Linked DNA regions of Tachysurus vachellii: region 1 is linked to region 2. The links are chromatin contacts, called in public Hi-C maps. All regions are on one chromosome and are shown on one strand. Each heading gives the region's core, a stretch centred on a gene start, on an enhancer-like site or on the middle of the called end of the contact. The rest is flanking DNA. Distances are from core to core; before and after follow the strand shown.

The links. A called contact is a pair of places that touch in the nucleus more often than the background predicts.
Region 1: a contact with region 2 is called in a Hi-C map of muscle, with 12 times the contacts expected there. The contact joins the promoter of dmtn here to the promoter of tacc1 in region 2. A contact is called at or near these places in 2 of 3 Hi-C or Micro-C datasets (both in muscle).

What each region holds. Positions count from the first base shown.
Region 1 is chr20:16,940,853-16,948,252 of HZAU_Pvac_v1, reverse strand. It overlaps dmtn (dematin actin binding protein), which reads left to right and starts at 2,035. Exons shown (of 16, transcript XM_060896102.1): 1 at 2,035-2,258.
Region 2 is chr20:16,730,710-16,737,879 of HZAU_Pvac_v1, reverse strand. It overlaps tacc1 (transforming, acidic coiled-coil containing protein 1), which reads right to left and starts at 1,428. Exons shown (of 14, transcript XM_060896775.1): 1 at 1,276-1,428. ddhd2 (DDHD domain containing 2) reads right to left here. Exons shown (of 17, transcript XM_060896003.1): 16 at 6,026-6,170; 17 at 4,576-5,803. The coding sequence ends at 5,728.

The DNA of each region.
Region 1 (7,400 bases), core at 786-3,285, 210 kb before region 2:
CATGAAAGGCATCAAAGTAGACTAACAATAGCATGAAGGAGGATCAAACACTAACACATTGTTTTTATCTGTAATGCATTACACATAAAGGAGTATAGATACTGAATAAACATTAGATTTTATTTGATAAGAGTCTGTAGTAGTCACCAGATATTTCAAAGTTTAATGGAACCAATTCCAAGCTGTGATGTTGGAAGGGAAACACTTTTCTATCCAGCATTAGTTAATAAAGCTTACATACGTCAACTTCAGGGTTCTAGTAATCAGTGTTTTTCTTATTAGCATTTTAGTGTTCAAGTGTAAGATGTGTAGTTTGAGGAGAAATAGGATGCAGGATGCTGTAAAAAATAAATCACACAACTGCACATAATCACAACAATGACAAGACGGGGTTGAGACAAAACAAGGAAGCAGAGCTGTTCATGCTGGGAACCGTGACGCACCCTGAGGGAGGAATTCATGGCAGAAATATGACTGATAAAAAGTAACAAGCCTCATTTATCATTTATCAGGTCTTTTCATAGACCAAACTGAGCTAAATATTCCCACCAGATTTCCAAAGGTTTTACAGCGATGTTCTTCATGCTCATGTGCATGATATCTGGACCTACAGTATAGGTTTGCAGACACCAGACCATCCCACTCATATGAGGTTCTTCCTCAAACTCTTTCCACTGTGTCTGTGTGCTGTGGCATTGAGATTTCTCTTCACAGGAACTAAGAGGCACAAACAATGTTCCAGCATGACAAGGCACCTGTGCATAAAGCACAAACCATGGAGACATGGTGTGTTAAGGTTGGAGTGACCTGGACTCAACCCTACTAAACACCGTTGGGATGAACTTGCACACTGATTACACTCCAAATTTCCTCACCCAACATCAGTGTGTGAGCTCACTAATATTTTGTAGCTAAATGAACACAAATCCCACAGCCACATTTCAACATATAGTCTGAAGCCTTCCCACACGAGTGGAGCTTATTATAACAGCAGAGGCCTTGATCTGGAATGGGATGGTCAGTTGAGCCCAGTCTTTTGTCCATACATTGCAGTGTATGTTAATAAATACTGACCTGCTGCTGATACATTACAAAGATTCATATAATCATTAATAAGCAACTCCTACAATAAATACACCGTTCAATAAATCAGTCTTCCCATAATGCAGCTCAGCTACTGAAGCATGTCGGCTAGCACAGTTATTCACACACTTTTTCACATTTTATAGGTCGCCATTACGTTTAATTGAATTCAGTCTAATTTCACACTAATGAGTCTATATGTAAGTACATTTACACAAATTCAGGACGTTATATAGAATATTAAAAAATATGTTTTTCAAAATAACTATTTTCATAAGCACTACATGACTTGCAAAAGATTTCTGCTCATGTTCAGATGAATAAACAAGAGCCACTGTGAGTAAGAGCAGAATCGGCCAGTGTGTAGAGTGTAGATACTATCTGTGATTTTCTCAGAAGAGCATATCATGCTGTATTTTAGTGTATATCAATCTCATGCCCAACCCTTAGACTAACAACAGTTAGCACTGTGTGTTCAGTTCACTACACTCTACTGAGTGATTACTGATGAAGCGAACAGCGTGTGTCTCTTAGATCTCAGGTTTCTATGAGGATTTTTTACTCAGCTAAACACTGGAAATGTTTCACTGTTGAGTAAAGTAGTGTTCGCCGCTGAGGAGGATGAGGATGAATGAGTGCTTTTAAGTGATCAAACATAACTCAACTCTTAGTGTACTGTGAATGTGTGTGTGTGTGTGTGTGTGTGTGTGTGTGTGTAACAGAACAGAACAGAGCATCAGAGGATTTTAACCACGATGGAGCTGAGAGGTTCGTTGCTGTGGAAACGGCACCAAAGGGCCTGATTGGGCGTTGGCTTCTCATGCCGCTCTGAGATAAAGAATTACAGTTAGGGTGGAGAGAGGAAAGGGGTGGAGTCAGAGAGAGAGAGAGAGGAAGAGAGAGAGAGAGAGAGAGAGAGAGAGAGAGAGAGAGAGAGAGAGTGAGAAAGAGAGGGAGAGAGAGAGAGAAGCAGTGGGAAAGAGGCAGGCAAGAAATTTCTAAAGGTATATTTGGAAAGAGAGAGAAAGGTGAAATAAAAACAAAAACAAATTGAAGTTTGAGAAAAAAAAAAAAAAAAACGTGAGGCCGAGGAGGAGCAGAAGAGCAGGATGAGAGGAAGTGTGAGAATGTCAGCGTAGGATTTCCTCATCAACATGGAAAGCCGAGCCGCATGGGTTTGTTGCGCCTTTATTTCCCTTACAATTTGCTCTTGTCTCTCCTTCACCAATGTTCTTCCTCTGTAATCATGCGCTGTGTTTTCAGCAACTGAGCCTGGCTGAAACAGATTAGTACCATGACTGACCATGTGGTAAAGTCAAAAATAGCTCAGTAAAACGAGACTGATCATTTCTGGAGCAGAGATTAACCTGTTTAACATCGATTTAAAACATCTATAGCATTTATATCAAATATGATAATCACAAGTAAAAATTAAAAAAAGTTTTAAATACAGTAAATGGAAATATAGGGAAGAAAGAATAATAGATAGATAAATAAATAAATAAGTAAATATTTTTTTTCTATTTAACATGACTAGTCAACTACAATGTAGTACAGAATCATTATTAATGTTAATATTACTTATTAATCGTTATAACAATAACTAATATACAAAACCAAACAAAATGAATGAAACACAAAAGCTGAATGTTTTGTTAAATAAATATATCGTTGGGTTCTTCCTAAAAATGAGTTGATGGCTCACAGTGTGGGATGTTTAGCAGTTAGTCTGAGTGACACAGTGACTTTTATTGGCCTTTGGAAAGACTGTGAACATAGTGTTAGTCTTTTATCTTTTATTTTTCTTTCACGCCCAACAAAGCTGCATCATTAACAGTGTAAAGAAGGTTCTTCTTCCCCATGCATGCTAATCTGAGCTGAATCTGAATGTTAGTATGAACTAAAACACAACTTCTCTCCAATTTGTTTAATTACAATTCTGTTGGGTTTATTAAGCAAGACAGATAAAAGATGAAGGGACTGGGACGACACTTTCTATTTACACAGCAATCAGTTTTAAACATCTACATCATTTTTAAACATACTGTACACGTGCTGTTTGTTAAGGAATTTAGTAAAAAACATGTTACCATGTGCATAACGTGTTGGGAAACAATTCTTTTTCTAGAAAAAAAAGTAGCTGATTTAGACCTGGACAGAGAAGAAACGTGTTAATGTAGTTCATCTGCAGCCTGTGTGTGTGTGATACAGGATGGAGAGGAGCACTGTACGAGATAAGGACGGTTGGATCAGGACATGTCAAAAACAGGAAGCCAGATGTGTGTGTGTGTGTGTGTTTGTGTGTGTGTGTGGAGAGAGAGAGAGAGAGAGAGAGAGAGAGAGAAACCTTATTTCCATTTACCAAATTATGAATTATTCCATTTTCAGAAATAAACCGAGTTATACTGTATGTCTCCTCAACAATAAGGAATAAAATGCTCGCTTCTTCACCATGCATCATGCACCCAGACTTGAACCTGATCATCTGATCAAGACGAAGAATTAAAATATCGTATGTGCAGTAGGTCAAACAGGAGGCGTTTAAAGAAAGATATTTCTCAAATTGAACTGGGATTAAAGAGCATCTGATGCAGCTGGGTCCCTCGGCCACAGTTTGCCTCTCTGGTGATAAATCATGTCAGTAGGGCTGCTTTACGTTGGATAAAATGACGAGGGGGCGTTTTACTGGATGAAGAGGGGGCTTTCTACTGGACACCCTTCACACCTCAGTGACTCCAAGCAGAAACATTTAGGCTAAGTAACCAGCTGGGACTAAAATCAGAGCAGTAAGGATCAGATGCTGTAGAGTTAAATTAGAAATAAGCCAAATGAATACGGATGTGATGATGTATTGTTATGATGATATGTCATGATAAAGGGAATTAATTTGGAATGATTGGTGGAAGTCAGTTGAAAGGGTCTGTGAAAGATCCGGACTGGCAGATAACTGTCAGTGACTGATATCAAGTTCGGTACAGGCTTTTGCCCTAATTATACAGCATTATAGCCTGTTTTTTTAGCTCATGTTGTTTTAATCCCCTATTAATTGAGTCACCTGGCACTTCCCACCGACCAGGCAGCTCTCATTGTTCCTCCAAAACACACAATGCTAATCAACCTCATGTTATCACACATGGCTCAGCTTGCTGAGAGGAAAACTCTATCTACCCTTTTCTACATACCTGAGCTCACATAGGATAGTGTCTCTGAGATTAATAGGAGAGAGAGAGTACTGTATGACACTCCTTATATCAGAGAGCAGGGTCATTTTTACTCTCTAATCTCTTACCCACAGGCGGCTTTGTCCTCGTAGGGATTCGCTCTCTTGAAATGGATTAGAAATCTCCAGTGATCACATGAAATGTAGGTTTGTGGTAGAACAAGGTTGAGTAGTGCCATGCTTTTCAACCGCTGTCAATGAAGAAAAGCCAGAGGGTCAGCAGTGTAGTTAAAATGTTGGGAACCAGCACCCACCATTATCCAATTATGGTGATAATGTTTAAGTATATCCAAATATATCCAATTATGGTGATAATGTTTATTATCTCATTTCTAAAAAAAAAATACGTTGGATTTTTTTTTTATCACACTAAAAGGTTGTCAAAAATTCCACACACATTGACTGGTAGTCTCACTGATGTCCCTTACTGTATATATACATATATATATATATATATATATATATATATATATATATATATATATATATATATATATATATATATATATTATTTTTTATATTTTTTTAATTTCAAGCATAATTGTTTAAAATTTAAATCTCTATTTTGTGAAATGAATTCCTTTTTACATTATTTATATATAGAATTAGCTCAGTAAGTAGAGTTCGAAGGTTGCCTAGGGCAGTGATGGCTCAGTGATTAAAGTTGTTGGGTTAATGATCAAAAGGTCAGATGTTCAAACCCATTAGCAAGATCTTCCTAACAAGCCAGGATATGCAAAGAAAAAAAAATCAATACTGTATATGTGCAACCTAAGGCACGTTCTATTAATTTCAGATCAGTTATTTTTGACTAAAATTGTTCTTATTTCCTTTTTATTTCCGCCTTATCGGTTTGGATGTTAATCATATCGTTCCACACAAAGAATGTAATCAGGGTGGAGAATGTATCATTCACAATACAGCATAAGGAAATATAAGTATCTAAAATCTAGTCACTCCGTCCAGGGTGTATCCTGCCTTGATGCCCGATGACGCCTGAGATAGGCACAGGCTCCCCCGTGACCCGAGAATAGTTCGGATAAGCGGTAGAAAATGAGTGAGTGAATGAATAAAATCTAGTCTAGATTGTGAAGCCTTTATTAATGAAAATGTTACTTCTTGTGGGTGATAAGCTCACAGAAGTCACTTTCATTCTTCAGAAATGTTAACTGTGCTTTTCCTTTTCCTTTGCTTTACATGGTACTGTAAAAAGAGCCATGCTTTTAGCCACTAGCAAGACATCCACCAACTAGCATGAAAAAAACCTATGCAGTTTTTGCTGATAAAGCAGCTTTCTCCTCTTTCCCATTTGAAGAGAAGTGAATTCAGAAAGCCCACAGGCTCTCACACTGTACTCTCGGGTTAGATGAACGTGCTCATGCCATAAAATATTTAAAGCAGCAGTTTCTACATCTTTAGACGAAATTGAAATGCAGCTAATTAGCACAATTAGCTGAACTCAAATCCAAAAAGATTAGATTTCTGAGAGGAATATTGTCATGCCACTCAGTAAGCCGAGAGCTAATGTAAAATGCTATAAAATCTTTAAGAAATCCTTAAGCCTTTTTTTATTTAACAGATTAAAACAAGCTTGAATGCACTTTGAAGAACAGGACTCTCTTTGCAATTAGCACTGATGTTACCTGCATTAGTAGGCTGTACTATTTTAAGTGTTTTCATCCCTGCTGCTTGTACATTTACATTTACATTTACAGCATTTGGCAGACGCCCTTATCCAGAGCGACGTACATAAGTGCTTAAATCTCTAACATTGAATACATTAATGCTGGATCACTAAGTTACATACTTAAGATACCATGAGTTTAAAACATTTGTTCAAAGTTACAATGAAAGTGTCAAAGGTGTGTTTTTTTTTTTTTTTTTTTTTTTAAATGCAAAAGATAATGAAAGAAGTGCTAGTTGAAGTGTTTCCTGAATAAGTAGGTCTTCAACCGCCGCTTGAAAATAGCCAGTGACTCAGCTGTCCGGACCTCTAGGGGAAGTTCGTTCCACCACCTTGGTGCCAGTACAGAGAAGAGTCTTGTAGTATACTTGCCTCTTACCCTGAGAGATGGTGGAACCAGTCGAGCAGTGCTGGTAGATCGGAGGGTGCGGGGTGCAGTGCGAGGAGTGATGAGGGCTTTGAGGTAAGAGGGAGCTGGTCCATTTTTGGCTTTGTAGGCCAGCATCAGTGTTTTGAATCTGATGCGTGCAGCTACCGGAAGCCAGTGGAGGGATCGCAGCAGCGGGGTGGTATGAGAGAACTTTGGCAGGTTGAAAACAAGCCGGGCAGCTGCATTTTGGATCATTTGCAGAGGACGGATTGCGTTCATAGGTAGACCTGCCAGCAGTGCATTGCAGTAATCCAGTCTAGAAATGACAAGAGACTGAACAAGTACCTGAGCAGCCTGTGTGGACAGAAATGGTCGAATCCTTCTAATGTTGTAGAGAAGAAACCGACATGAGCGAGTCACATTAGCAACATGAGAGGAAAAGGACAGTTGATTGTCCATGGTTACCCCAAGGTTGCGAGCTGTGGCTGAAGGGGAGATCAGATCGTTGTGCAAGGATATAGCAAGATCATGACCTGGGGATGAATCACCTGGGATGAAGAGCAGCTCAGTTTTGCTAGGATTAAGCTTTAACTGATGAGCAGACATCCATGATGAAATTTCTGCCAGACATGCAGAGATCCGGTCAGAAGCTGTGGCATCTGCGGGTGGGAAAGAGAAGATAAGTTGTGTATCATCAGCATAGCAGTGGTAAGAGAACCCATGTGAGGAAATAACTTCACCAAGAGAGTGAGTATACAGGGAGAAAAGAAGAGGACCAAGTACTGAGCCTTGTGGGACGCCAGTGGAGAGTCTGCGTGGAGCAGATGTCACTCCCCTCCATGTTACCTGATATGAGCGTCCTTCCAGGTAGGAAGCGAACCATTCCCAAGCTGATCCGCATATCCCAAGACTCCTGAGGGTGGCTAAGAGAGTCTTATGGTTGACCGTATCAAACGCTGCTGAAAGGTCAAGGAGGATAAGGACAGATGAGAGATTGGCTGATCTAGCAGCATGTAGTTTCTCAGAGACATCTAAAAGGGCTG
Region 2 (7,170 bases), core at 179-2,678:
TTCACTGAACTCTCGTCACGCAGCAGAAAATGAAACTTTCCTTCAACTTCCCTTTCAAAGAAGAAATACTCCCACACATCTGCCCAAAATACAGCAGCTCGATGTCAAGTCTTCCCATGAAACAATATTCCGTGTTGAATATTGGTGTATGTTGGCACACTTTGCTCTGTACTGGGAATTTCCTCTCTACTAAAAAAGAACATGATGTAAACTGTGTCTGGGTTTATACAAACTAAACCGTTCCCACGTGGATCTGTCTCAGTCTCAGTAGCTTGTTTTTCCTCAAAAGCTAAAAGCATTTAAGGACTCTAAGATAAGTTACAGTGGCTGTATTTGAACTTTCAGACATGTAGAACAAAAGCCATGTCAGACACAGCAAACAGACCAGGAAACATAGCAGGCATAAAGCAGAGAAGGGGAAAACTAACCCACATGCCAATACAAGCGTCGCATTTTCACACACAACAGTCTTTCACTCGGAATTGTGCAAAACCAAAAACTTTGCTGGTGGAAACAACATGTTGATAAAAAAAGATATCATAAGAAAATATCCAAATGAATCGAGCTGCCAGGAAAGAGATAGTAACTGAAATTATCACTCTTTACAAACGTGGTGAGAAGAAAAGCATCTTGGCATGCAAAAAACATCTAAACTTGGAGTCGATGAGCTACAACATACATTTTCAACATCTTGGCATGTAAGTATTGCTACAAAAATATTTTAAAATCCACCAATGAGAATAAATGTTAAACAGTTACAAATACAGTGGGAAATAAAATAGCAAAACAAAAACAAAACATGTTAACGGACAAAAAAATGTTGTTCCCGTTCATTCGATCTCATTTTCATTAGCAGGTTAATTTTACATTATCAGTTGTTTGTTTTGGTGTGATGACATAAATTTACACGAGCCATGATGTAAAATACACAGGTTAAGAGTTTCAGTAATTCAATAATACATGTGAGCTTAAGGTCCTAGTAAGAATCGTGTACATAACATTTAGAGATAAAGTGAATTGAACAGATGATAAGTATTGTTAGTCTTGTTATGATATCGAAAACCGTGATACATTTACAATCGGTATCGCGGTGCAAACTTCCTGATCTAGTATCGTTTCAGCTGTTTATAACGTGAACACACTGACATTAACATACAACTTAACATGAAGTCATAACTATTGGATTAGATAAAGCTATATAAGTGTAACGGAAGATAACGGAAATCGCACAAAAACGGTACATCGTCAACACCCTTAAGAGTTTTGTTTACTTACCTCTTATTTGCGGTGCTTGGACCCAATAGAACTTGTTTGTGGATTTGTCCAAAGTATTTATTCCAGCTGTTAAATGGAGTTAAATGTCCGGCTTCGCACTGAGAAACTTTCAGTAAGCAAAAAGGAAAAGGAAAGGAGGAAAAGGAGGGTTTTAAACACTGCTGTGTTTAGTTGAGTAACGGAATGTATGAATGAATCTGCTACGGATCATTTTCAACCAATCAGAGCTCACCGCCTCATCCGGGCATTGTTGCTGTACAACTCTTCGCATGCAACTGTATGTGGCTAGCTAAGAATAATAATTTCGTATAAAACGCACGGAAAACGTTAATGTACATAACTTTTTCAATATTTTCCAGTTAATTATAGATAATGATCATTTAACAACGAAAAGCATGGTTTAATCCAGCCCTTAAATTACGTCACAGAGAGCTATCATGCTAGTTAATTAGCAAAGCCTCATAATAAGAATCAGGTTTATTGGCCAAGTGTGTTCACACACACAAGGAATTTGGTTCCAGCTGTTGGTGACTCTTAAAAGTACAGACATCAGTAACACTATACATTTTGCTTGGACTATACAAGACAAAAACAGACGAATATTAACAATGTTATTGGGAAACATAGTTTTTCAGTGTATAGAAAACATGTATATGAAATCTATTGTTGGGTTTAAGACCAAGACCTTGGGCAACTGAGTTGAAGTCAAGTTAAGATGAGTTTAACAGGGGTCCATGATGTGACCAACAACACACATGACCGAGTCCATGTTAAGACCCGGTTGTTTACCTTCCTAGCCAGTAATTACATTTTACTTCAAATAAATAAAATACTTAGGTGTTATCATTTTGTAGAAATACGTGCACTGGATATAAATAAGATATATTAAGCCTAGACCATTCTTCTAGCAAGTTCTTGAAGTGTAATACTTTATTATACACTGGCATTGCTACATTTGTGCTCACAACACCAGTCTTAAGTATGACAAAACTAGCAAAAACACTTCTGTACATGAGTAGACCATCATAGATATTATTGGAGACACTGTAGGTTTGGAAAATATTTATTTTAATAAGTTGAGACATTAAATTATTTATTATAACAAGACATTAATATGTAAACTGCATATCAGTTGAAGAAATGGGACAGTATTAAAACTTTGGATAAATATGTGATAAATTAGAATATTTCAGTGTTGTACCAAATAATGAAATTTCTCATGTTTTAGTTCTGCAGTTTTCTAACACAAACACAAACACAAACACACACACACACACACACACACACACACACACACACACACACACACACATTTTAAATACATGTGTGAATGAACGGATGAACTGAATCAGATGTTTTACAGCACAAAAGACCTAGGCTGTAAAATGTGTTTCCTGTTCAACATATGGTTCACTATTTGAACTATAGCTAATTTCTAGTGGACTTATATATTAACTTTATAATTACCCACAGCATAAACCTTTAATCAATTAAAAATAAATATTATCCAGATGTAACTCTTCCCAAAGCAGGCAGACATATATAAATATAATGAAATGTTGTTGCATAATGACCAAATAATAGTTGGTCATTTGTAATTTAATTATTGGATCAGCAGTTTTAAAATCTCAGATATTATTTTACCTGATGGAAGCCCCACCCCTTCACTTATCTGACATAGTAATCTTGTGCCAACTCGATTTGGCTGCTTTAAAGCTACACTGATGCAGCATTTTTAACATCTGTCAGAGTAAATGGAGACTGTTTTGAGTACAATAATGTGAAATAAAATCTATCGAAGTACACTCACGGTCCAATTTATTGGGAACACACATGCAGTTACCTTATCAGCCAAACGTGGCAGCCGCACAATGCATACAAAATCATGTAAAATCATGAACTTTGATGCATTTTCAAATCAAAGTTCACTTTCTAATCTTTAACCATCCATAGCCTGCACCTATGATTCCTGTCCTTAGCTGACATGATAGGAACCCAATGTACTCATCTTCTATTGACAAACCTTGACAATCCAAGCCAAGGTTTGATGCTTTGTGCATGTTGAAATGTTTTTCTGATCACTACAGTTGTAAAGATTATTTGAGTTATTACAGGTGTTTGGTGTACAGGTGTTCCTATTAAAGTGGATAGTGAGTGTATGTTCAACATAGCGAAGTATAGATTTAACATCAGTTACATCAGCCACAAAACTGAACTGTCAAATGTAACACAAATATTTGCAATGGAAATGATCAGTCTCTGATTAGTGATCAAGTCCCTCTCCACTGCCTCATATAATGCCTCATACAATGAATGAGGGAATGATATCAGACATAACGTCCAATCCATGGTTGCTTTAACACATCTGACATATCTTGTCAGATTATTAACCCTTCATGAGCCCACAGTCTTCTTAATCAACCTGCTTTACCTCAGACAACAGTTAAAGCCTAAATTAAGTAATATTCATTCATTCATCTTCTACCGCTTATCCGAACTACTTCGGGTCACGGGGAGCCTGTGCCTATCTCAGGCGTCATCGGGCATCAAGGCAGGATACACCCTGGACGGAGTGCCAACCCATCGCAGGGCACACACACACTCTCATTCACTCACACAATCACACACTAGGGACAATTTTCCAGAGATTCCAATCAACCTACCATGCATGTCTTTGGACCGGGGGAGGAAACCGGAGTACCCGGAGGAAACCCCCGAGGCACGGGGAGAACATGCAAACTCCACACACACAAGGTGGAGGCGGGAATCGAACCCCGACCCTGGAGGTGTGAGGCGAACGTGCTAACCACTAAGCCACCGTGCCCAATTAAGTAATATAATGTCTGTAAATGCAAGAAAAAAGTTCAAACAGGCCCAGAAGAACCAAATAAAACATTCATAAAGTGGTGTACTACACTGGCATTTAGCATGCGAGTCCACATGCTTTTAGTAAGAGGCACAAACCTGAGACAGCAATACTGATATGTAATAAACTGTCTTGTGAAACTTAAACTAGACTTCAGATCTTATGCCCGAGTGTGCTATTGCATAGTGTATGTAATGAAGCCACAGGCTGAGCTCACTGAATTAATTGTTGTTTAACTAGCGAACATGTTCTCATTCTTAGATGAGGTGAGATTCTGAGATGCCTCGAGGCTAAAAAATAGCCATAACAACAGCAACAACAGCTAGCAACAACAGCTAATAAATAACATGATCCTAATAGTTAGTCTTTAAACGTTTTCTTAATACAAATATTTTTAGAACAGGGTCAGAAAAAATGTGTGAAAATCTTTAGCACACATTTTAGAAGAATTTATTCTTAACCAGCTAGCTAAAAATACTCTCCTGTCAATTTAAAGCTAGCAGGCCATCAGGTCATGTCAAGTCAATACTGTTTAAATATTTCTTTCTGTATTAGCCAGTTAGTTTAAACTTTTAATCAAGTAATAGTATAAACATGTATACAGTTATCTAACATTGTGGCAGTTATCTACAAATTATTACAATAATATTACATAAAATCATGTCTTAATACTATCAGGAGTCATTAGAATTTTAATACCTGGTCAGTGCTAATAATGAAAGCTAATCTTGAGCTAGCTTATGCTCCCGATCTGTGTTGCCTAGCAATAGAGTTTTCATGAATTTGTTAGCAAGCATGATTTGCTTACTGTCAAAAATAAGAAAGGCATCTCAAATCCGCATCCTCCCATTTTCAGGGGTTTACACATCTAACTATTCTAACATCTAACTAATCCCTAACTAACACTCCTTTCTGCCTTGAACCGCAGTTTGGAGATACGACTCTCTAGCAATCAGAAGATTACTGGCCTTGCTGTGAACATGGCGCAAATCTGAGTTAACTTCAAAATAATCAAATATGTCCTTTACATGCAAATGCAGCACTCTATGTTTCTAAATCACCACTACTAAATGAAATAATTTGTGCTTGTAGTCACCTGACTCATATATATTGTATTCAGAAACCCTATAGCGCCTGGTCCTTGAGGACTGCAAGTTGTGTATCGCTTGTTTAAAGGAGCACTTTGTAATTTTTAGTGCCCTTGCCTGCTTGCAAGGCTAACTGTGAGTAAATCACAAAAACACTGTGACACTACAAAGGCCTTTTGGGTTTGATGTAAAAAAATAAAAAATGGGCAGGGTTGATCAGCTCTATAACAGCTGGGGTCAGAGCCAATTCTGGCCCATGAAAATGTAAACAGAAGCCTGTAATAAGCCTGTACCTCACCTCTCTTTCTTGCTAATAAAGAAACTAGTACATGGCAGCGCTATTATAGGCCTGTGTAATTACAAACTGCACCTTCAAAAGGTTACATACTGTATGTAAACCTGAACATGGAGAAGGAGCGCTGATTTATTTTGGCAATGTATAAAAGCTATTATGACATGTAATATTATCATCACAGAGAACTCTGTAAGTCGGGATCATTACTGCTGAGGAGATCTGCAACCACTGTCCCCGTAAATCTCCTTGAGAACCAGCAGAGCCGTGTCCTCCGACTCCCTGCAACAGAAAAAAGTTAAAAAGTGTTTAACCTTCATAGTTACATGATCACAGAAAACATGAGTTTAAATGTATGTCTGAACCCTCACACAGCTGCTAAATTGTTTAAGTATCTGTATAATTGTCATATTGTGGTGGACAATGACCACATACAGTGGATTTTCTGTGCTTACATTGAATTTGATAGATGGTGTGTGTGTGTGTGTGTGTGTGTTCACTCACCAGTAACACAGATGACTCTGAATGGCGAACAAATATTCATTAAAACTTTCAATCGGTTTCTCTTGGAGGACATAATCGATACGCCGGCCACCGTTCAGCTTTCCAACCTTGATCATTTTGTTCTCCTCCTGTTCCAGGGGTGAAGCTGAAAAAGGCAAAAAATGCTCATTAAAGCAGCAGTATGTGATGATTAATGATTTAAGTATTTCTTACATATTCCACACATATTTCTAAACCGGCTGCTGTAACAGTTCATTACATGTTAACTACATTAGTCCCTCTATAGCATAGGTCACTAACAGGCGGACCGCGGTCCGGGTCCGGACCCAGAAGCTGCCCATTACGGACCCGGACCTACAGCCAAAACAAAAGGTTATGATGTAAAACTTGACGGGGCGCTTCTAATTTATCCGGCGCAGCTTTTGCAATCTTTACGGTAGTGGAAATGCACAGACCAATTGCATGCGAGTTAAGCCATCCCACGTTATACCACTCAGCCAATCAAGTCTGAGAAAGGGAGAGAAACAGACGAGTGAGACGGAGAAAGGGAGAGAAACAGACGAGTGAGACAGAGAAAGGGAGAGAAACAGACGAGTGATACGGAGAAAGAGAGAGAAACAGACGAGTGATACGGAGAAAGGGAATGAAACAGACGAGTGAGACGGAGAAAGAGAGAAACAGACGAGTGAGACGGAGAGAGAGAAACAGACGAGTGATACGGAGAAAGAGAGAGAAACAGACGAGTGATACAGACAAAGAGAGAGAAACAGACGAGTGCTACGGAGAAAGGGAGAGAAACAGACGAGTGATACGGAGAAAGAGAGAGAAACAGACGAGTGATAGGGAGAAAGGGAGAATAAAGAACAAATGGCGCTCTCCAAAAGAAGAAAAGTGGACAGCGAAAATAGAGCATTTAATCCAGAATAGACAGACTCATTTATGTTCACACTTCCCACTTCACACTAAACCAGTGTGTCATATGTTCAGAAACTGTGACACTTATTAAAAGTGGCGATGTGAAACGCCATTATGAGACAAAACATAAAGGTTTAACAAACACATCGACTCAAATCTGAAGACAGCGTCCCTGAGACAGCTTTCCCAGGTCTGAGAGAAGTAGCCCTGTACATCCTGACCATGTTTGG